Linked DNA regions of Mus musculus: regions 1, 3 and 4 are each linked to region 2. The links are chromatin contacts, called in public HiCAR-type, HiChIP or PLAC-seq and promoter capture Hi-C maps. All regions are on one chromosome and are shown on one strand. The core of a region is the stretch at or near the end of the contact, and the rest is flanking DNA. Distances in the headings are between cores, read along the strand shown.

Region 1 (5,272 bases), core at 80-2,579, 690 kb before region 2:
ATGGCTTTAGTCCCAGAACTCAAGAAGCAGGGGCAAGTGGATCTCTGAGAGTTTGAGGCCGGTCTGGTCTACATAATAAGTTCCAGGACAGCTAAAGCTACGAAGTGAAACCTTGACTCAAAAGAAAGAGCAGGAGAAAGAATGAAAGAGAGAGAGAGAACTATTTAGAGAAATATATTTAGCACTTTGTACCCAGCAATGGCTGTCATCCTGTCCTTCACAGGCCCTTGGGAAAGCTTAGCTGGCTTAGAGGGAGGGTCACTCTTAGATTTACAGAGCACAACTGTTTCAAGCCATTTTAGGGGTCAGTTGACATTAGTTTCCAAGTGTGAGGCCAGAAAACAAGGGAAGTGCAGTTTGCTCCTTTTTGTGATGGGGATTGAACCCTGGGCTTGCTAGGACACTAGGAAAGCACCCTTCCAACTGAGCTGCCTCTTCTTCCCAAGAACGTTTTTTGTTCTTTACAGAAAGCATCTTTCTGTGTAGCCCAGGCTGTCCTCAAACTCATAATTCTCCTCACCACCTTAGTACTGGATTTTGTTTATTTGAGACAGGTTTTCAGGTAGCCCAGGCTGGCCTCTCCAAGGAACTTGGACTCTGGATTCTCACTTGGGATTACAGACTTGTACCATCAAGCTCAGGACTCAGGTAGGCTTCTTAATATAAATTGTATCCTATTAAATTACTCTTGACAACTCCACCTCTCCACAATATACATCCCGGAAGACTGATATTCATGGACTCTAACATACAAATTTTTTGTGTCTATGTGCACACTAGACTGCAGGTGTCCTCAAGCATCCGACCTGTGGGATTTGCATTCCCATTGCCCCAACCAACACCAAAACTTCAGAATTTTGAGGATTTTTTTATGAGTTCTCTTCCTGTAAAACAAAACAACGAAACAAAAACAAAACAAAAAACAAAACAACAACAACAACAAAAAAACCCATATGTATCTATTGTGGTGAAGACACATTAAAACCAGCCAGACTCCAGATCTGAATTTCTGAACTCAGCAGAAAGGTACAAGAGTCCTGTCTCTGGCTCCTGAGGTAGCCCGGAGACTTTCTCCCTTCTTAGTTTCTCCTAAGCAGAAAGGAGGTACTGATTAGCTCTCCTGGGGGCGTGACAGAGGGACTGTCTGGGCTCCGGGACTCGCTCTGGGCTTCCCGCCCTCGGGGGTCCCCTCGCTCCGCCTCCACGCACCGCCCTGTCGCTCAGGTCTTCAGTTCCCGCCCCTGCGAGTGGAGCCCCGCCCTCCCAATTCCCCGCACCCGGTGAGCCGGGGGCGGGGCGCGCGGAAGGCGGAGCCGAGCAGGGGAATCCTCTCTCGTTTCGCCGCGAGCCAGCAGAGCCTCCTGGCCGTCCAAGGGCCCCAGCTCTGGGGGCAGCGGAACCTCGACGAGCGGAGTCTGAAGAGGCCATCGCGGCCCGTGAGCCGGTGTCGTCCCAATACACTGGCAGAGTTCCGCCTCGGCCTTCCAGGCCCCGCGGTTCCCTCACCGGACGGTCGCCTGCGCGCCATGCAGCCGCCGCCTGCCCCGCGCGCGTAGGCGCTCGCCACAGGCCATGCTGCCCCTTCTCGCCGCGCTACTGGCCGCCGCCTGCCAGCTGCCGCCGGCGCACGGCGGGGCCACGGATGCGCCCGGCCTTGCAGGGACGCCCCCAAACGCCTCGGCCAATGCGTCCTTCACCAACGAACACTCCACCCCGCGTCTGCTGGCATCGGCGGCATCGGCGCCCCCAGAGCGCGCGGGCCCAGAGGAGGCTCCGGCGGCGCCCTGCAACATCAGCGTGCAACGACAGATGCTGAGCTCGCTGCTCGTGCGCTGGGGCCGCCCGCGGGGCTTGCAGTGCGACCTGCTGCTCTTCTCTACCAACGCGCACGGCCGCGCCTTCTTCGCCGCCGCCTTCCACCGCGTCGGGCCACCACTGCTCATCGAGCATCTGGGGCTGGCGGCGGGCGGCGCGCAGCAAGACCTGCGCCTGTGCGTGGGCTGCGGCTGGGTGCGCGGCCGCCTGCGGGCTCCCGCCGGGGCTCCCACCGCGCTGCCTGCCTACCCGGCGGCCGAGCCGGGGCCGCTGTGGCTGCAGGGCGAGCCTCGTCACTTCTGCTGCCTGGACTTCAGCCTGGAGGAGCTGCAGGGCGAGCCGGGCTGGCGGCTGAACCGCAAGCCCATCGAGTCTACGCTGGTGGCCTGCTTCATGACCCTGGTCATCGTGGTGTGGAGCGTGGCCGCCCTCATCTGGCCGGTGCCCATCATTGCCGGCTTCCTGCCCAACGGCATGGAGCAGCGCCGGACCACCGCCGGCGCCCCCGCGGCCGCTCCTGCAGCCGTACCCGCGGGGACTACCGCCGCTGCCGCCGCCGCTGCTGCAGCTGCTGCTGCTGCTGCCGCGGCTGTCACCTCGGGGGTGGCTCCTAAGTGACCCCCTCCGCCCCGCGTCCGCGCTGTGTAAGCGCTCGCACGCGCCTTCCTCACCGGAGACGGGGCAGGTGCGCTTCGTGCTGTCCTTATTGTTCATCCTTTTCCCGGGAGGGGACCGCAGAGAGGCACAAATGAGGTGGGAAAGTGGGGTTTGTGCTGAGGTTCTGGTTCGGAAGAGCAGGGGCAAGCTCTCGGGCTGAAGGGTGGGATCCACGCGTGGCTCGAGGACACAAGGGAAACCGGCTCTTTCCCCTGCGGCACCCCCTCCCTGCGCCCACATGCCCTTTATTTATGGCAGAAAGTGACCAGATCCTGTGTATTTGTTTTATATATTTAATAACTGTTTTAAATGAAAGTTTTAGTAAAAAAAAATACAAAACAAAAAGATTCAACTGCTAAAGCTGTGGTAACAGGAGCTCTTTGTATCTGAATGTAGTTGTATTTGAAGCTTCTTGTTTGTTTTTTTAAAGGGGGGGACGAGGGAAGATTTGACACGGATTTATTGTAATTGCTTACAAAAGAACTTTATGAATCTTTTCCAAGTCGATCTATTCAGTGACATGGCCTGGTGGGCGTTTCTTCTTGTATTAATGTGGTTTTCTGGCTTTTAATACAGACATTTTCCTCCAGAAATGTGTATGTTTCCTTTATTTGCTTTTGGGAGAGGGATCCAAGACGCAAATGAATCATGAAGAAATTCCTGAAAAGAGGGGCGCCATCTGTCTTCCTGGCTGAGACAGGTGAAATCGCTTTCAGAATGGTTCCGATGGGGATTGCTAATCAGTTCACTGGGCCCCAGACACGTACGTCCTTTCTACAGAGCACAGGTTCACAGCGCTTGGCATAGTTTGTTTTCACATGGTGCCCCAGGAAAATCAATAAATAGTTCTGTGAGCCAAGTGTCTTTCACAGAACCACCTCGGTAGGTGTGGTGAATATACAGTATATATACATGTTCTTGTGTGTGCCCACTCACTCCTGAATGCATTTGTGTGGGGGAGTCAGAGTCAAGTGCCTTCTCCAGTTACTCTCCACCTTAGTTTTTATCTTGGTCTGTCTCTAAACACCAAGCAGGTAGATTCAGCTAGACTGGCTGGCCAGCGTCCTCCTGTCCCTGTCTCCCCAGTACCGAGATTATAAGCATACACCACTAAGATTGGCTTTTCACATGCATGTTGGAGATCTGAACTCAGGTCCTCCTGCTTAAGTACCGGGCACTTTTACTGAGCCATCTTCCCAGACCTGAAAATGGCTGATTGTAAGACATAGATTACATTCTGTTTGGTAAGTTAAGCAGGTGGCATGTTTCAAATGCTAGTATCAAATTCTGAGATGTTTATTTAGCATTAACAAGTTCTTGGTAAAAGGTAACCAATAGCTGTAACTCTGTGTTTCTGTGGTAGAACCTGTCTGCTACGTGGTAGATTCAGATTCTTTGAGTTATCTGCAGAGCAAAGATCTTTCTCAGCTTAACACAAAAGTAAATTTAAGGCATTTAAGTACTGTAATTCCAGTACTAGGGAATCTGACCGCAGTTGAAGGCTGCCCTGGATTACATAATGAGACCCTGTCAAAATAAAATAAAGATGTATTCCTTTGCTCCATCTCATTCATACCTGCTTTTGAAACATTAAACTTGCTCTAGAGCCATAGTTCTCAAAATACGGGCCCGCAGCATCAGCATCAAACTGGAGATGGACTCACTTAAGGCCACAGAAGTGGGAATCCAGAAAGGTAAAACTCCCTAAGGGATTCAGGTGTATTTCAAGTTTGTGATGTGCTGTGTGTTTGCAGAAGGGAATCTTTAGCTGCATGGCATCTCTGTTTATCTTGAGGCCTCTATCAAGTAAGATGCTTTCTTCTCAGGAGCCTGAGAGGATGGTTATAGCCCCATGGCTTTAGCTGCCCTTCTGGCTCCTTGTGGTCTGGGGATGTATCTGAGGGTAGAGGGGGAATCTTTCTCTGTTGCCACTGTTGTCAGGCCACTGAAGATGCTCAGTGGCTACTGTGATGCACGTCTGCTCAGATCACTGGTAATTTTTACATGTCACTAAACCAGGTAGTATGGGAACTTCACTTCTTTACCGGATCTGAAGAGCAATAATTACTAATCTTGATCAGTTTTAATATCATAGTGCTTATAATTCCATGGGGCACATTGAGTAATTTTGGTATAGTACACACACACTTTTTTCTAAGACAGAAACTAAAATTCAGAGAACTTTAGTTTCTTGCCTATAATCTCACAGCTATGTAAGACAGAACTGAGATGAAACCCAAGACTTCTTCTGCCTCCTTGGTATGTTTTTTATTGCTAGGAGCTTCCTTTCCTAGGAGAATACAGAGCTAGCCATTCAAGGTTTGATCCTCTGTTGGCTTTCCCAGCCATTGGCTAATCTGTACAGCTACAAACCCAAAGAAGCCAGGCTGCATTAAATAAGACACCTGGGCACTTAATGGAACTCTAACCTATGCATGTACTTGGTTTACACATACATAAGTGTTTAGATTTATTTTCCCAATGAATATATTTTAAAGATGGGTTTAAAATATTAGCATATGGGGCTGAAGAGATAGCTCAGTGATTAAGAGCATTCACTACTTTTTGAGATAATCTGAGTATATAGCACCCATGTTGGGTGGCTCCCAGGTCTGACATACTCTTCTGACTTTCCCAAGCACTTCCACAAATGGAGCTGGAGGAATGGCTCAGCAGTGAAGAGCACTTACTATTCTTACAGAGGACCCAGGTTCAGTTTCCAGCATCCATACAAGAGTTCACAAACATTCATAAATCCAGTTCCAGGGGGTTTTACTTCAGGTACTAAGCATCTGTGTTA
Region 2 (5,259 bases), core at 506-3,005:
AAATGAGATGTGTGCACCAGTGCAGATGGTGGTTATCAAAATGAAGGGGGTGAATCTAAAAGCCCAAGGAAAATCTCCTAGGGAGGAGACTGATAAGAATGAATATATATATATATATATTATATATATTTATAATATATATATATATATATATATATATATATATATATATATATAATGTGGTTAAGGTCTAGAAGTGAAATCTAACTGTGCTAAGCTCTGCTGGCAGCCTTATGAGTCAGCACACCTCTCAACCCTTCAGCAAGTGCAGCTAGAGTAAATGGGTAAGAGCTGTCTTTGGACACACCCATTCTCTCTCTCTCTCTCTCTCTCTCTCTCTCTCTCTCTCTCTCACACACACACACACACACACACACACACACACACACACCTTTATGCTGCTGGGTGTCTGAATTCAGAGCTTGTATCCCAAACTGCACCCTTCCACCTCCACTGAGAAGACTCAGCTCCAGTGCAGAAGGGCTAGCCTTCAGCTCTCTCCCCAGCGTAATTGGATCAGGGCTTATTTCTTCCTCTAGGGGCAACTCCTACTTCATTTTCTCTCCAGTCTGCATGTTATCAGCTTGACATCCCCTTCAGTGGCACATGACAAATTAAATTGGCCATCACTGTACTCATCAAAGGAGGTTGTCTTCTGTTCCCCAGAAGTCCTGTGTTCTCTCTCTCTCTCTCTCTCTCTCTCTCTCTCTCTCACACACACACACACCTTGGTTTTTATTTATTTCTATTTTTTTCCCTAGGGTTTTGTTTGAAAGGTTATAAGGAACATATGGACCATAAAGCCAAAAGTATAGTCGCAAAATATGACTCAAATACCTACATCTCTACTGCCTTGCATTTAAAACAAAAACTTTACAAAAACGCGAATTAAGTTATTTTCTCCATCTTCCCTCGTAATTCAACACTTTAACGCATATTTTCTGCCAAAAAGTCATAAAGTAAAAATGGTGTATCCTAGGCGCTTCCAAGTCTCACACATCCTTGGCAGAATAACCTGCAGCACAGGGGTAGATCAGAAACGGAGGGGGTTAGCTGGTTAGCAACATCTACAGCCACTGTTTCTTCTCTCCTTGGCATTTCAAGTGGCTTTTGGGGACAGAGTGACGGGACCAACGCAGAGGCTTCGCCCTAGCCCTACCCAGGGCTGATTCTCAAAAGGGCCCCCGCCCCCCACATTCAAACACGCCGGGTGTACCCAGCCTGCGCCAGCTAGCTAGAGCTCCCGGCTCCTATCTGAGTGTCTTTTCAACCTTTGTCAAGTATCTCAAGACAAGAATTCCTCAAATCAAAGCGCTTTCCCAAACCAGGGACTGGGGAAACTCGAAAAAGAGGCCCAGAAGGCGAGTGACTTCGGACTTGTTCTGCAAGCTTGACTTAGTCATTACACCAAACCTCCTGTGCCCTAGAGGATCCCGGGGTTCCCACACAGTAGGAGGGCATCCCATGCCTGCGCTCCCGCTGGGCACTCACCTACTGCTAGAAAAGAAGTCACAATCTGTGGTCCAGACTTCCGCCGCAGAGAAGCCCAGCACGCCCACCCAGAGGGCTAGCGCGCCTCCGCGGGTGGTCGGATCACAGGGTGCCGAGGGTACCCACTGAGGTGGCCGGACATCTGGGTGTCTGAGCGCGCCCTCCGAGGTAGTCTGATCGCTCGCGCCCGGTAGGGCGGTGGGAACCCGGGCAGCTGCTGCGAGGAGCGCTCCCGGGCGGGTCCGCGCCGAGCTCGAGCGAGCGGGCGAGCGGGGCGGGAGGGGCCATTTGTAACCGAGCAGACGCTACCACCGCCCCTTACTCGCGGGGGGCGGGGGCGGGCGGTCAGGTGATGGCGGCCCACCCCGCGCCGCGGAGCCCGGTGGTTCCTGCCCGGGAGGAGCCCCCTGGCGCGCTCTGATTGGAACTCCCGCTGCAGTAGGAGGGGGAGGGGGACACGTGACCGCCCGACTGGGCAGCCGGCGCGCCCCACCCGCTATGGGCACCCCATCTTTCCTCCCGGAAAAGCCGGGGAACACAGGGAAGGCGGGGGAGCACGCAAGGTGCAACCAGCTCCTTTAGCTGCAGTGCCGGGTGATCACCGCAGCTGAACCTGGGAAGGCATTCACACTACCAACCGGCCTTCACAGTCCTCCGCCCTGCCCTTGGCAGTAGAACCCTCCCTCCTCTGCTGCAGCCCCCCCCCCCCCCACACACACACACTGACACTCTGAATAGACCCCACCGGCACTTCATAGTCAAGCGTGACCCCTCCCCTCTCTGTCTCTTTCTGCGCACCGGCGAGAGTGAGTACCCGAGAACAGCTTAAGGCGATGCGATGCATTGCAGACACCGCCCAGTTCCAAGGCTAGAAAACCCCGCAACCCACGACTAGACCACGCCCGGGAATGCCTGATAACTCCAAGGTCTACAAGGTTCTGAACTCGAACAGGCTCCCTCAGGAGAAGGGAACCGCAGTAGAAGGCCCACCCTCCCCAGAGAGGGCAGTGGTCTTCTGAGTGCAAGTCCAGTCCTCAGCCCAGGGGAGCAAAGATCCAATAAAGGTCAAATTAAAACATAAGGTAGTGACGCCGCCAGGGACGTGCCTCATGGTTGTGGGAAGCCGGCAATTAACCACCCACGACCGGGCGTTGCTTTTCTCTCGAATGTGAACGCCCTCGGAGTTGCGCTGTTCCATGCTCGCTCCAGTTCTCTGCAGAGAACGGATTCTGCAGCCTTGCACTCTGCTTCCCCATGACCCCCTCCCTTGGTTGCACCATCCTAGATGGCAGGAATTCAGAGAAAATGCGGTGTCACGTCCGCTGCGACGCCCGTGGACGCGTCTGCGACAACCCCAGCAGCACATGGGGACCGTGAATCTGCTCGCCACTTGGGCCATACTGTGGGCATTCTTATGAGATTATTAGAAGCAAACTGTCTCTCTCTACACTGGCTTCTTTCTAACTTCTGTCCAAGAGAGTTTTGTACTGTATTTGGACGTGGATGCGGTTTTTGGCCAAGGCAGAAACCGCATAGTCCAAAGCACAGATGGGGGAAGAAGGTGGGACTTAATGGTCCCATTGCACTCCAACTTCCCTCTCAACCTCTACCCGCGAAGCAACGCCTCCCTTAACCCAGAGGGTCTTTCCCCAACCCCTTCATGACACTTGTGTGCTTCCCTGGGCACAGGACAAATGTCCAGCAGGTTTGCTTAGTAGGAAGCTTAACTGCATGCAAAGCTTCGGGCACCAACGCTAGACAGAACTTTGGAGGACTCCGAAAAGCTACCATGGGAGAGAGGGGCCTGTCAAATTAAGAAGTATATTATTTTCCAAGCAGATGCCTCGCTGCCCTTCTCAAAACTACACTATATATAAAAGGGGGAAAATAATCCACTACACACACACACACACACACACACACACACACACACACACACACACACCTTTTTAGCAAGGATCTGGGAAGTTGAGAGAATACTGCTCACTTGTGGCATCGCCCGAAGAGATAATTCCTGAGGGTCTGGCGTGTATTCAAAGATATGATATCCGGTAGCCTAGACAGGAAGGAGGTGAATACTCCTTCAGAGTCTCAAGGTTGTGATTTTGAACTTGAAACTGTAGATCCTAATTTTTTTGTTTTTGCCTCCCTCTCCCTTCAATGCTTTATGTTGCATATCTGGGAATGATGGTGGAGTTAAATGCAACACACACACACACACACACACACACACACACACACACACACGTTGGGTCCGGCACAGCTGGAGATGTGTGGTATCAGATCCTGGACTTTCACGTGTCCGACCCTTGAGTACCATTGAGAGAGGCAGCCCAGAGTGGCTGATGCAGAGACTGACACGCCTTGTAGTGTAGGGAGTGTTCGCGACAGTGTCTGAATTGGGGTAGGTCCCTGACTTCGAGCCCTGCTTGTCTACAGGGTCACGCCCTGTTGAGAAAACACACAACAGCCGGGATGAATGGGGATGATATTGAACAGGACAAGTCGCTGCAGAGCATTTGCTTTCAGCGTCCTCCTGCGGCGCGGTCAGAGGTCTGTGGAACTGTGCCTTCGGAGTGACCACACCTCAGGGTTGTGAGAAGCTGCTTAATGGCGACAGGGGTGGGGCATGTTGATAAAGTGCAGAATCTGACCTGATTTTCAATCTAAAAGGGATCTGGAAGTATCGACGGGTCAATCTTGGGAAGCTACGAAGAGGGCGTGGTGGAATGGGACAAATGGCAGGTTTGGGGTCCCAGGGTGAAAAGGATTTCGGAGGCTCCCTGTCTGCAGGCATGTCCTCAAGAGCTGCGCTAAGCGTCATCATCCCCTTCTATAGGCCAGGCACGGTCCCCCTCTCTTTCCTTCCTCCAAGTTCCTGTGGCTAAATCCCTGCACACTGGCCAGCACCAGTAAGATTCTGAGTCGGCAGTCTCCCCTCTGCTCATTACTAGAGCGGACCAAGGCCTGCCTGTCCGGTCCGCTGTGCGCCTGGCAGGCACCACATTGATCCTGTCGTCTCGTTCCCGCCTACCGCAGGGTTGCTGCAACAGTGGGACCGCTACCTTCTCATGCTTTCTGCCGTTCCACCCCACCCCCACCCCTGTTGGCTGTTCACCTCACGCCCGCCCACCATCTTCGTCCCCAGCGCACTCTGCTGCACCCCCACTAGGCGCGCGTGGCTGCCCAGGGCTGGGCGCAGCCGTTGCGGGGAACCCACGACGGCGATCCGCTGCTGCCCCGGCTCGGGGTCCACCAACGTGGAACCTGACTACTCCTCCAAGGTCCCGGGCTCAGTTGTGGGTAGAGTCCCCGCAAACCCCTAATGTGCTCCGTAGGCAGGTCAATGTCCATATGTCTCTGCCCCGTCATCCCTAGTCAGGGGTGTGGGCGAAAGGTTTGGAAGCTCCAGTGTCCCCAACCACCCTTGGACAAAGCCTCCAGCTTTCCGGTTTCCCACTCGGGAGATTCAAGGAGGCCCGGGCAGCGGGGAAAGGACGCGCGTGGAGAGCGCCTCCAGGCGTCGGGCCAGGATGTGGCGCGTCCCAGCCCTCCCCAGCGCGGTTGCTCCCGCGCCTGCACCCGCGCTGCGGTGCTGCAGAGCGCAGGCCGGGCGGCGCCGGTGGCTCCACACCCACGTGCCTGGGTGAGCGCGCCCTCAGCCAGCCGCTGCTCCTCGGCTGGCGCCGGCGGGATCTCCGCAACGCCCCACCCTCTCCGCACTCTCAGCCTCCTTGGCGTCTCCGCCGCAGCTTCCGAGACCCGGCG
Region 3 (4,948 bases), core at 2,296-4,795, 930 kb after region 2:
AGGTGATGTGACACCAGCTGGATGCCACCAAAGCGTCTCTCACTTGGAGATGTCCCATCAACTACTCTCCTCAGAGAGGCCTTGTCACACCCTGAATACACTTCATGACACCTCACTTACTCTGTGGATCTTGCCTTCCCTAGCTAGATAAAAGGTCCAAGCTTGGGACCAAGGAGCAGAGATGACCTGTCACATGAGCCACCCAACATATTCACTATTGTCTCCTCCTTCAGAGTCCATGAAGATCCTGTCTGGACACCCAACCCTGTCTCACTTGAGACTGGAGAAGATCAGGCCTCAGTTAAAAAGTGGGGCTGGTTCCAGCCCAACCCTGCCTTCCCAATTCTCCCTCACACTGGGCCGAGAGTTCGAGTGTCCCTCCAAAGATGAGGAAACCGGGTCCTTCTATGGATATTAAAGATGTTTCTTTCCTAAGCCAACTAGCCATGGCTGTGGGGAGGGGCAGTGTCCAAGGCTGTTGTCCCAAGCTGTGACTCCCACGAAAGCTACAGTAGCCTCAGAGGAGGCTAGATCTCCAGGCTCCAGGATGGGGAGGCAACAAATCTAGAGCGAGTTCGGTCTCTCAGAGTGCTCCGGGAGTCCTGGGCAGACATAACTGAGGTCATCTCTCTGTACCAGAAGGTATTCTGGCTCAGTAGCCACCATGTTTCCTAAAGGTCACAGTATGGTCGGCTGAGGCCAGAAGACTGGGCAGTAGTGAGCAGACCCTGGAAAGGCTGATAGTAATGTCCAGAAAGGACTCCTCTGATGAGGTGTAGCCTCCACCAGCCTGGGGAACACTCAGAGGGGCCAGCCTTGCCTTCTATTCCAGCCATCCAGGTTCTGATAGACGCCAGGCTAGCAAGAGCCGCTTTCATAGTTTGCAGTTGAAGGTTGGCCAGTGGAGCCAAACTGGAGACATCGTCCTGCTTCTTCCTCTGGGTTTCCCTGTGTGTCTGTCACAGCAGGCCTGACCCTCAGTTCTAGGAGTTTGTGACCCATGTCGATTCTGAGGTTCTGGTTGTGACATGACTCTTGCAAGGTAGGGCCTCAGACTGTCTGTAGTCTGAGTGTCCCCACCAGCCTGGCACTGGCACTGGCACCTGTCTGCTGCCCAGGGGGAGGAGCTATGGAAGGCCTTGGGATACACTTCACTTCCTCCTCTGGGACACTGCAAGTTTTCTTTCCTTTTTTTTTTTTTTTTTTTTTTTTTGGCTTCTCTGTTCAAAGATTTCCCTTCCTAGGCCAAGGCAGGGCCCCATAAACAGAGTGATAAGGCTCGGTGCCTTCACTGTGAACTCTGCAGCTGCCATTTTATGACTCTGATAACATGACCCCCCCAAGTCCGGCTGCAGCAGGAACACTGGGTGTCCGTTCCAGGAGGGAGCAACTGAGGACAGGGAGAGGAGAGCAGGGGCTGGGGTCCCCCTCCAGTCCAGAGAGAGAAGAGCAGGGGCTGGGGTCCCCTCCAGTCCAGGGAGAGAAGAGCAGGGGCTGGGGTCCCCCTCCAGTCCAGGGAGAGGAGAGCAGGGGTTGGGGTCCCCCTCCAGTCCAGAGAGAGAAGAGCAGGGGCTGGGGTCCCCCTCCAGTCCAGGGAGAGGAGAGCAGGGGCTGGGGTCTCCCTCCAGTCCAGGGAGAGGAGAGCAGGGGCTGGGGTCCCCCTCCAGTCCAGGGAGAGGAGAGCAGGGGCTGGGGTCCCCCTCCAGTCCAGAGAGAGGAGAGCAGGGGCTGGGGTCCCCTCCAGTCCAGAGAGAGAAGAGCAGGGGCTGGGGTCCCCTCCAGTCCAGGGAGAGAAGAGCAGGGGCTGGGATCCCCCTCCAGTCCAGGGAGAGAAGAGCAGGGGCTGGGGTCCCCCTCCATTCCAGGGAGAGGAGAGCAGGGGCTGGGGTCCCCCTCCAGTCCAGGCTAAGTCCCTTCCCCTCATTTTGTGGACCAAGAGGGCAGCCGAGGCTGGGAGGCTAGTGGAACTGAAGATGGGGTTGGAGTGGAAAGATCAGAGGCAACCAGGGAAGGCTCCCTGGAGGAGGAGCTAGAGTTGGCACCTCCAAATAAGAAGTAGGAAGATGGAATTGGAGGGACTGGGCTCAATCTGTTTCTAGATGGATGGTACCTGGGGCCAGAGGCCTCCAGTGGTCCAAAAACCCCTGGCTTATCCAAAATGGAGTAGCCAGGACACAGAGTTGGGGAAGTTGGAGGGCTGCTAGTGTGGTCTGTGACACTGAGGGCCAGAGTCTGATGAAGCTTGGAGTGTGGGGAGGGGCTGTAAACAGGAGGAAGGGGGCAACACTGTCCAATTCTCAGAGAGCAGCACCTTCTCCGGAAGGGGTTGGGGGGGTGGTGAGATTTTCCAGAGCAGGGTGTGCCAGACACCAGCTAGGAGGAAACAGATTCATGTCCTGATCCCTGCCCTGGGAAAGGTTGTGATTAGGGAGGGACCACGGGATAGACTGCACTAAGGTGACCGACCAAGATTCCCCACTTCCTCCAGGCAGCCCACTTGTTCCAGACCAGAATCCACTAAGGAAAAGACAATCTTGAAGCAACAGCTCCACAGACCTAGAGCAAGGGAAGGGAAGATCACCTCTGTCCAAGTGTGGCTGGCAGGGACAGGTGTGGCTCCTGTGGCCTCATTTTGCCCTTCTGTAAAATGGGTTTAGGGGGTCTCTGAGTCTTGAGGTCTTTCTTAGTCTCAGAGGAGGTGACCAGGTGTCTGCCCCATGACCCTGGTGAGTCTGTCACAGCCACAGGAGCACACCCACACACATGTCTGTGTGGGAGGAAGCCGAGGTCTAAGGTAGAGCAAGCCCCCCTGCTTTTCCCAATACATGCTTTTACCTGCCCACCATCAGCCTATAGTTAGAGGATAAAGAGCACAGAATGAAATTCTCACCAGATCCCAAGGACCCCTCCCCAGGGTACAGGCACTAAGGTCTGATGCTGTGCTGTCTTCATCGCACAAGTTCTCAAAATACCCAGAGAGGCTTCCAGACACAGCCTCCTTCCCACCCGACAGTCTACAGGATCTCCCATCTCACTCGATCGTGCCACCCACAGTTCTCCTCCCCACGTACCCCCACAGGCACTCATCGCAAGGCAAGTCTGGGGCTCCCTCTCGCCCCCAACCTCTTCATCGCTGATTGGGATCACTTCGCGGTGAGCGCTCTAAGATGAGCTAAGAGGGACCCGCCGCTACCGAGCTCCCACGCCTCTGGGCTACAGAAGAGAGAAGACGAGAACCGCGCTCCTGCTGCCCCCCGATGGCCAGATGGTCCCGGATACGCTGCCCCCGCAGTTCCCCCATCCGTGGGATCTGGGTGGAGGGGCACACACTCACCGCGGGTCCGAGGGCGCAGGCGAGGGCTCCTGCCAGCACGCAGAGCCAGCGGGCAGGCGGTAGGCTCGGAGGGCGCATGGTCCGCCCTGAGCCCGCGGCAGGCAGCCGAGAGCGCCTACGGGGTCTGTGGCTAACGCAGCGCGGGAGAGTGGCGCGGGCCAGCGGCCCGGGCGCTATGAGGCACAGCTCCAGGCTAGGGGAGGGCGGCGGGGGCTCGTCTGACGGGCGGCGGGGTTAGCCAATGGCACGGCGGAGGCGGTACCTCGGCGCAGGTAGGGGGCGGAGCCGGGGCCCCCGGGGGCGTGAGCACAGAGTCCCGCTAGAGGTGCGCGTCGTCGGGAGCTGCTAGCTAGCGAGCATCCTCTCGGCTCTCCGATGCGGGGACGCTGGGCTCAACACCGCCCAGTGTTCCCCGCGCCCGCACCTTTCTCTCTCAACCCCGGCTGCGCCCTCGGCCCCTGGCAGTGAGCTCCTCCAGTCTTCGGCTCCAGGGAGTTTAGCTGCCGGCTCCCCGGTTTCCACGTCGGCTTGCAGCCCAAATTCTTGGACTAGAAGGGCCACAGCTTTCCAGGGCTGAAGGCTGGCCTCCGATGGGGTCCAGCGGATCACGCTGTTGGAACCATCTGCGACAAGGGAGAAGCCGAGGGGGCGCAGCCGGGGTCGGGGAGTCCCAACTGGGGGTTCCTCTTGGCCGCCCAGGGCAGGGTGCACTCAGAGCTGGACACGACTTGGCCGGCGCAGCTCGTGAGGGACGAGAAGTCAATGTTCCAGCGCCCCCGCGCGGGGACCAAAGCCTGTACCCTTTCTTGGGCCCAGGCTGCCCACAGACCGGTCTTCCCGGAGTCCCCAGGGACTAGGATCAGGGTGCCAGTGTCCCGCGCTGTGTCTCCAAGATCGGGCGGGCCGGTAGCGGGTGATCTGAGGCTGCTCTCCCTCCGAAGCTTGTCTTTAGGGCTCGGATTATTCGGTGCTAGCGTGGGGCGCGGGGTTACCGACTCAGAGCCCTTCGCGCTACGTCTTAGGGAACCCGTGCAGATGACTTTCCAAGAGCTCGAGTGATCATGGTGAGAAGGTGATGTGGGGGGCTGATGGCGCGGTGGGATAGAAGGTGGGAGGAGGGGCGGAGTTGCAGAGGGCCGCGTGTCCCTGCGCGAAGTAGGGTGTGCGATCCATTTGAAGGAAGTCGCTCTCCGGGCGCTTTCTGGCCAGCAGGAGCGCGGGAATTTCCCGAGGATTCTCCAGCCTTCCCAACCTGCAACGTGGGAAACTAACGCTGTGGGCGTGGCCTTGAGGTCGGTTACAGAAAAGTCTGGAAGCAAACCCCTGGCCTTCCTCCTTCCTCTCCTTCCTAGTCTACCGCACTTCCCTTGTTCTCTCTCCCCCTGAGCCTGAGCCTGAGCCTGAGCCAGGCCTCTACTACGCACCAGGGCATAGGAGGTAAGAGGCACTCCCTGCAATTTCTGCTTCCGGATAGAGAATGGGCTAGTTGTCACAGGCCTTTCTCCAGTTATGGGGTGTCAGAAGAGGGAGCTGTTTAGTAGTTGCCATTCAGTGCTTCAGGGCTAGGATTTCGGGAGTCACTGTGAGCAGGAATAGGGGTTTGCCTCGCTTGTG
Region 4 (5,247 bases), core at 2,673-5,172, 550 kb after region 2:
ACTAAGTCAGGTGTGAGTGAGGAGTGTCTTAGTCACGACCAAAAGGCAAGTTGGGGAGGAAAGGGCTGATTCAGCTTACACTTCCAGATCATAATCCATCATTGAAGGAAGTCAGGACAGGAACTCAAGCAGGGCTGGAACCTGGAGGCTGGAGCTGATACAGAGGCTATGGGGGAATGCTCCTTACTGGCTTGCTTCTACATGGCTTGCTCAGCCTGCTTTCTTATAGAACCACCAGCCCAGGGGTGGCACCACCCACCTTGGGCTGTGCCCCCCCCCAATTGATCACTAATTGAGAAAATGCCTTTCAGCTGGATCTCATCGAGGCATTTCCTCAACTGAAGCTCCTTCCTCTCTGATGACTCCAGCCCGTGTCAAGTTGACACACAAAATCAGCCAGTTACAACTGACCCCTTGTCAAGTTGACACACAGACACATCACTATTAAGTCGAAACCTTTCCTTATTTATCCCCAAAGCCTGACATTAAAAACATAATAACTTTAAAAGTCCCACCATCTTTACAAATTCAAACACATTAAAATTTTCATCCCTTTAAAATATCCAATCTCTTTCAAAATCAAAGTCTCTTAAAATTCAAAGTCTCTCAACTGTGGGATCCAGTAAAATACCTTACTTCAGGAGGGAAAAATCAGGTCACAGTCTCAATCAAATGAAAGTAAAATCAAACTCTAACCATAAAATGTCGGGGATCCACTCATGATATTCTGGGCTCCTCCAAAGGGCTTGAGTCACGTCTCCAGTTCTGCCCTCTGTAGCACACAGCCTGGTTCCAAGGTTCTGGCTGGCTCCACTCCCCTACTGCTGTTGTTCTTGGTGGTCGTCCCGTGGTACTGGCATCTCTAACACTGCTTGGATCTTCTGCTACAACTGGTCTGCATTTTCACCAGTAGCCTCTCATAGGCTCTCTTCATGGTGCCAAGCCTCAGCTTTCTTGCATGACTCCCTTAGTCCTGTGCCATCAACCACCACTGTGGCTGCACCTTCACCAATGGCCTCTCCTGACCTCTCCCAGTGCTGAGCCTCAGCTGCTCTTCATGACCTCTTCACGCCTTCAAAACCAGCACCACCGGCGTGACTCTTATACATTACCAAGTCCAGCTGCAGCACAAGGTACAACCTTGGCTGTCTCTGGAACACAGATTCTCTGTGCTCTCAGAGCTGTTCCAGCAAGACCCCACTACCCTGGCACTAACTGGTCTTAGTTAGGGTCGCTACTGCTGTGTTAAATCATTACAGCCAAAAACCATGTTGGGGAGTAAAGGATTGATTTGGCTTATACATCCAGATTATAATCCATCATTGGAGGACGTCAGGACAGGAACTCAAACAGGACTGGAACCTGGAGGCAGGAGCCGATGCAGAGGCCATGGAGGGGTGCTGCTTACTGGCTTGCTCCCCATGGCTTGCTCAGCCTGCTTTCTTACAGAACCCAGATCACCAGCCCAGGGATGATATCACCCACAATGGGCTGTGCCCTCCCCCATTGATCACTAATTGAGAAAATGCCTTTCAGCTGGATCTCATGGAGGTATTTCCTCAACTGAGGCGCCTTTCTCTCTGATGACTCTAGCTTGTGTCAAGTTGACACAAAACCAGCCAGTCCTCATGCCCTCGATGATTGAACCATCCCCCCACCCAGCCCAAATTTAAGTCTTTGTTCTATGACCTCAAATGGCTTCTGAGGCCCTCTAGTGAGATTTACGTTTAGCTATTGTATGTTTCAACTACAAAATTTCTATTTGGTGCCTAAAAGCAACTTCTCTGTCTTTATTTAAATTACTGACTTGGTGAGGCACTATTCTGATCCTTTCTTTTCATTCTTTAGACATTATTTCCTTGAATTGTTTGAATAATTTATACAAGCTTATTTAGAGTCTTCATCTAAAAATTCAATGTATGACTTCTGTAGTACTCTCCATTGATCATGTGCCCCCTCCCGAATTTACCATATTTTAATGTTTCTTTGTTTGTCTCATGAAACACTGGAGTAGGTAATACAATGTGGAGCAACGGCAACTACACAGATCCTTCCACTTTCAGAGCTCCTTTTAAAACATTTATTTTTTATTACATGTGTTGGGTGTTTTGCCTGCATGCATATATGTGTACATGTGCACCGGCAGAGGCCAGGAGAGGGCATTACATCCATGGAAGTGTAGTTAGAGTCGGGAACTGAACTCAGGTCCTCTGTATGAGCAGCCAGTGCCCTTAACCACTGAGCCGTCTTTCTAGGGCTTCTTATTGCTACTGCTGATTTTGTGGCTGCTGCTGCTGTCTGTGTCTTGTGGCCCCAGTAGATTACTGAGGTAGTCTGTACTTCCTGTAGTGAAGGCCACAGGAGATTCTGCTGGCTCCACTCAGCTGTCAGCTAATGAGACAGTGATTGCTTTGAGTGTGGTGAGCCCGCAGGTCCTTTATAGTTGTCCAGAGGCTCTGTGTGGCCTGAGGTGTGTCTTTTGCTTAAGCTTTCCCCTTTTGCTTGTGAAAAGTTTCATAGAAACATATGGCTTACACACATACACTCACTCACTTACTCACTCACTCACAGACACACTCATACTCACACACAAATACACACACTCACATTCACACTCTTATACACACTCATATACACATACACACATTCATTCACACACACACTCTTTCTCTCTCTCTCTCTTTCTTACACACACACAGACACACACACACACACACTCACATACAGAGGCATGGCACCTTTCTGCAAATCATGACTTTTTAGATCCCCAGATGATGTCAAAGCTTTTTCTTCATCATAAATTTTTGGCCAACCTTGTTTGTATCAATGTTTTCCCATGTAACTTTATAAATATTATTTCTAATAATGTTATTAGATTTTTATATTAAATTTTAATTTGTATGTGTTTTGCCCATGTGTATGTATGTGCGCTGCTGTCATGCCTGGTCCACGCACAGGTCAGGAGAGGACAATGGGTCCCCAGACCTTGAGTTGAGATGGTTATGAATCCCCATGGTGCTTTCTGACACTCGGAACCCAGTCAGGTTCCGCACCAACACAGATGTTGGCTCTCTGCTCTCAGCGTCTTCCTTCTATCGTGAGGGGCTTCCATCCACCTCTGTAACTCTGTTTAAAATAAAGGATATGCCAAAGTGTCTGCAAATGTGTTCTTATTTAAAACCAAGCAGAGATGACTTTGATGTGTTTGACGCTGACGGCTCAAAGTGAGCCTGCTTTGCTCTCTCTTTTGGTTGATGAGACAGATCCCCTTTCTCTTCCTCGCACTATACCGGCTCTTGCTGCAAGAAGGAATTCACACAAAACATCTCAACCTGGCTTTCTTCTGATACTCACGGAGGCATCGCAGGCTGACACTTGCCCTTCTCCTCTGTGATTCTAAGACCTGGGGTCAGTGAGTGACTGTGCATGGAGAAACACCTACAGATAGACTCGGGTGGGACCCATGGAGGTGTCATTTTAACAGTACAAAAGAGCCAAGGTTCTCTTCCTCAGTGCAGCCCTTCTCAGACCACACACAGCAGGAGAGCCAGATGCCGCACCTCTGCCAAGTCTCCACGCTGCTTGGCAAGGAGCGTGGCCAGCAGCCAATGGGGCAAGGGGCAGAGGGGAGAACATTCTGAGTCGGCTTTACAGAGTCACAGTTTCAACTTAGTCAAAAGTGGACTCTTTAATAATATAGAGCCTTTAAGCAGCCAAAGGCTTAAAGTCTAGCATAAAGCAGATTCTCACAGCTGGAAGGTAAATCCCCAGAAGACAGCCCTCACCATGGAAACGCTGACACAGCCTTCCAGTCCCTCTCGGGAATTAAACCCCTCATTTCAATGTTTTTCTTTATTTTGAGCTGGAATCACATACAAGTCTAGGAATGCAACTCGTTCTGATAGGAAACTAAATGCTGCCCCCTGTCAGGACCCAGAGGGAAGTGTCCTCTCACTACAATAGTGCACAGTCAGGTTTAGACAATCATGGACCCAGGAAAGAAAATCCTGCAAGGTTTTTCCCTGGGAAAAATGAAGAAGGGAAGGGAAAGGAAGGGAGAGGAGGGGGAGGGAGGGGAGGGAAAGAGAGGAGAAGGGGAAGGGGAAGAGAGAAAGGGAAGGGGAGGGGAGGGAAGAGAAAGGGGGAAGGAAGGGAGAGAAGGAAGGGGAGGAGAGGGAGAGAAAAAGAAGAAAAGGGAAGGGAAGGGAGGGGAGGGGAGGGGAGAGGAGAGAAGGAAAAGAAGAAGGGAACCGGAGGGGAAAAAAAGGAAGAAGAGGGGAGACATGATATTAAAAGAACAGCCACTGTGAGCAACTGGGGCTGAGTCCTTGGAGGAATTCTGGAAGCAGCGTAGGCTCCTTCCATAAAAACCCCACAAGAGGAGTTTCCAGAGTATGCTTTGCTGAGAAGCAGCCCAGAGAGTGAAACTCAGAACAGAGGTTAGAGGTTAGAGGTTAGAGGTTAGAGGTTAGAGGTTAGAGGTTAGAGGTTAGAGGTTAGAGGTTAGAGGGGAGGCTGGTAATGTCACCCAAAGGTCAGAGGACACAGCAACAGAAGGGCTCTGGGCAGGGAAGGGATCCAGCTGACTTTGCTGAGGTCGTCTTAAGCTCCTCTTGTCAAGCACCCAGCATCCCACAGCTCTTGCCTGGTATTGGTTCTTTCCCGACTTACCTTCGTGAATCTTAATACGCTGTTATTTGTGATGGAAGAGCATAGCATGTAAAAGAATCAGAAAGCTTATGTCCTAGTTTGCTTTCTGTGGCTGTTATAAAACACTGACCAAAATCAACTTGATTTTGGAAAGAAACTTGAAAAGGAGAGAAAAATGTTTATTCCATCTTACAATCCCAGCTAACGTGTCATCAGGAAGCCAGGCGCTCAGGGCAGGACCTGAAGCGGAGACCACAGGGGATGCTGTGTACTGACTTCCTCCATAAGCTCATGAAGATTTGAGCTCTCAGTGGCCTCCCCTAGCCCAAGGCTCTGAAATGGCCTATCACGACGATACCCCACTCTCTGATACCAATTTCTGTCCCAGTTTGCTTTTTGTTGCTGGGATAAAATATGGATAAAAAGTAAACAGGAGGGAAAAGGGTTTGTTTGCCTTACAGGTTATATCCAGTCCACCAGACCAGGGAAGAAATTGAAGCAGGGCCCATGGAGAAATGATTGCTTACTGGCTTGCTCTCTATGGATTTCTCGGCTGCTTTTCACACAGCCCAGACCTAACTGCATAGGGATGGCACT

The links. Promoter capture Hi-C pulls out the DNA fragments that hold promoters and counts their contacts. HiCAR-type assays count read pairs that join an accessible place to other places. HiChIP or PLAC-seq counts read pairs in DNA pulled down with a chosen protein or histone mark.
Region 1: a contact with region 2 is called in a promoter capture Hi-C map of liver, with 3 times the contacts expected there. The contact joins the promoter of Tmem158 here to the promoter of 9530059O14Rik in region 2. A contact is called at or near these places in 5 of 39 promoter capture datasets (the C10 cell line, embryonic stem cells, hippocampal neurons and 1 more) and 3 of 484 Hi-C or Micro-C datasets (all in embryonic stem cells).
Region 3: a contact with region 2 is called in an H3K4me3 HiChIP or PLAC-seq map of embryonic stem cells, with 9 times the contacts expected there. The contact joins the promoter of Vipr1 here to the promoter of 9530059O14Rik in region 2. A contact is called at or near these places in 2 of 39 promoter capture datasets (embryonic stem cells and liver), 2 of 484 Hi-C or Micro-C datasets (both in embryonic stem cells) and 2 of 115 datasets of contacts at active chromatin or transcription factors (both in embryonic stem cells).
Region 4: a contact with region 2 is called in a HiCAR-type map of astrocytes, with 2.8 times the contacts expected there. The contact joins the enhancer-like site here to the promoter of 9530059O14Rik in region 2. A contact is called at or near these places in 4 of 39 promoter capture datasets (cranial neural crest, embryonic stem cells, hippocampal neurons and 1 more), 1 of 484 Hi-C or Micro-C datasets (cortical neurons) and 2 of 115 datasets of contacts at active chromatin or transcription factors (astrocytes and forebrain).

Annotation. Positions count from the first base shown.
Region 1 is chr9:123,256,846-123,262,117 of GRCm38.p6, reverse strand. Tmem158 (transmembrane protein 158) reads left to right here and starts at 1,329. Exons shown (of 1, transcript NM_001002267.2): 1 at 1,329-3,061. The coding sequence starts at 1,573. The coding sequence ends at 2,433.
Region 2 is chr9:122,568,997-122,574,255 of GRCm38.p6, reverse strand. 9530059O14Rik (RIKEN cDNA 9530059O14 gene) reads right to left here and starts at 1,755. Exons shown (of 2, transcript NR_015610.2): 1 at 1,492-1,755.
Region 3 is chr9:121,641,313-121,646,260 of GRCm38.p6, reverse strand. Vipr1 (vasoactive intestinal peptide receptor 1) reads right to left here and starts at 3,545. Exons shown (of 13, transcript NM_011703.4): 1 at 3,335-3,545. The coding sequence starts at 3,412. It also overlaps a transcript of Lyzl4 not described here.
Region 4 is chr9:122,017,551-122,022,797 of GRCm38.p6, reverse strand. No RefSeq gene overlaps it. Among named protein-coding and RNA genes, the nearest start is that of Pomgnt2, 24 kb to the right of the region's middle. Within about 2 kb of position 3,922, at least 82 of the 459 cell types and tissues checked have an H3K27ac peak or open chromatin away from gene starts, as enhancers often do. A contact at or near this core is called in astrocytes, where this site is marked.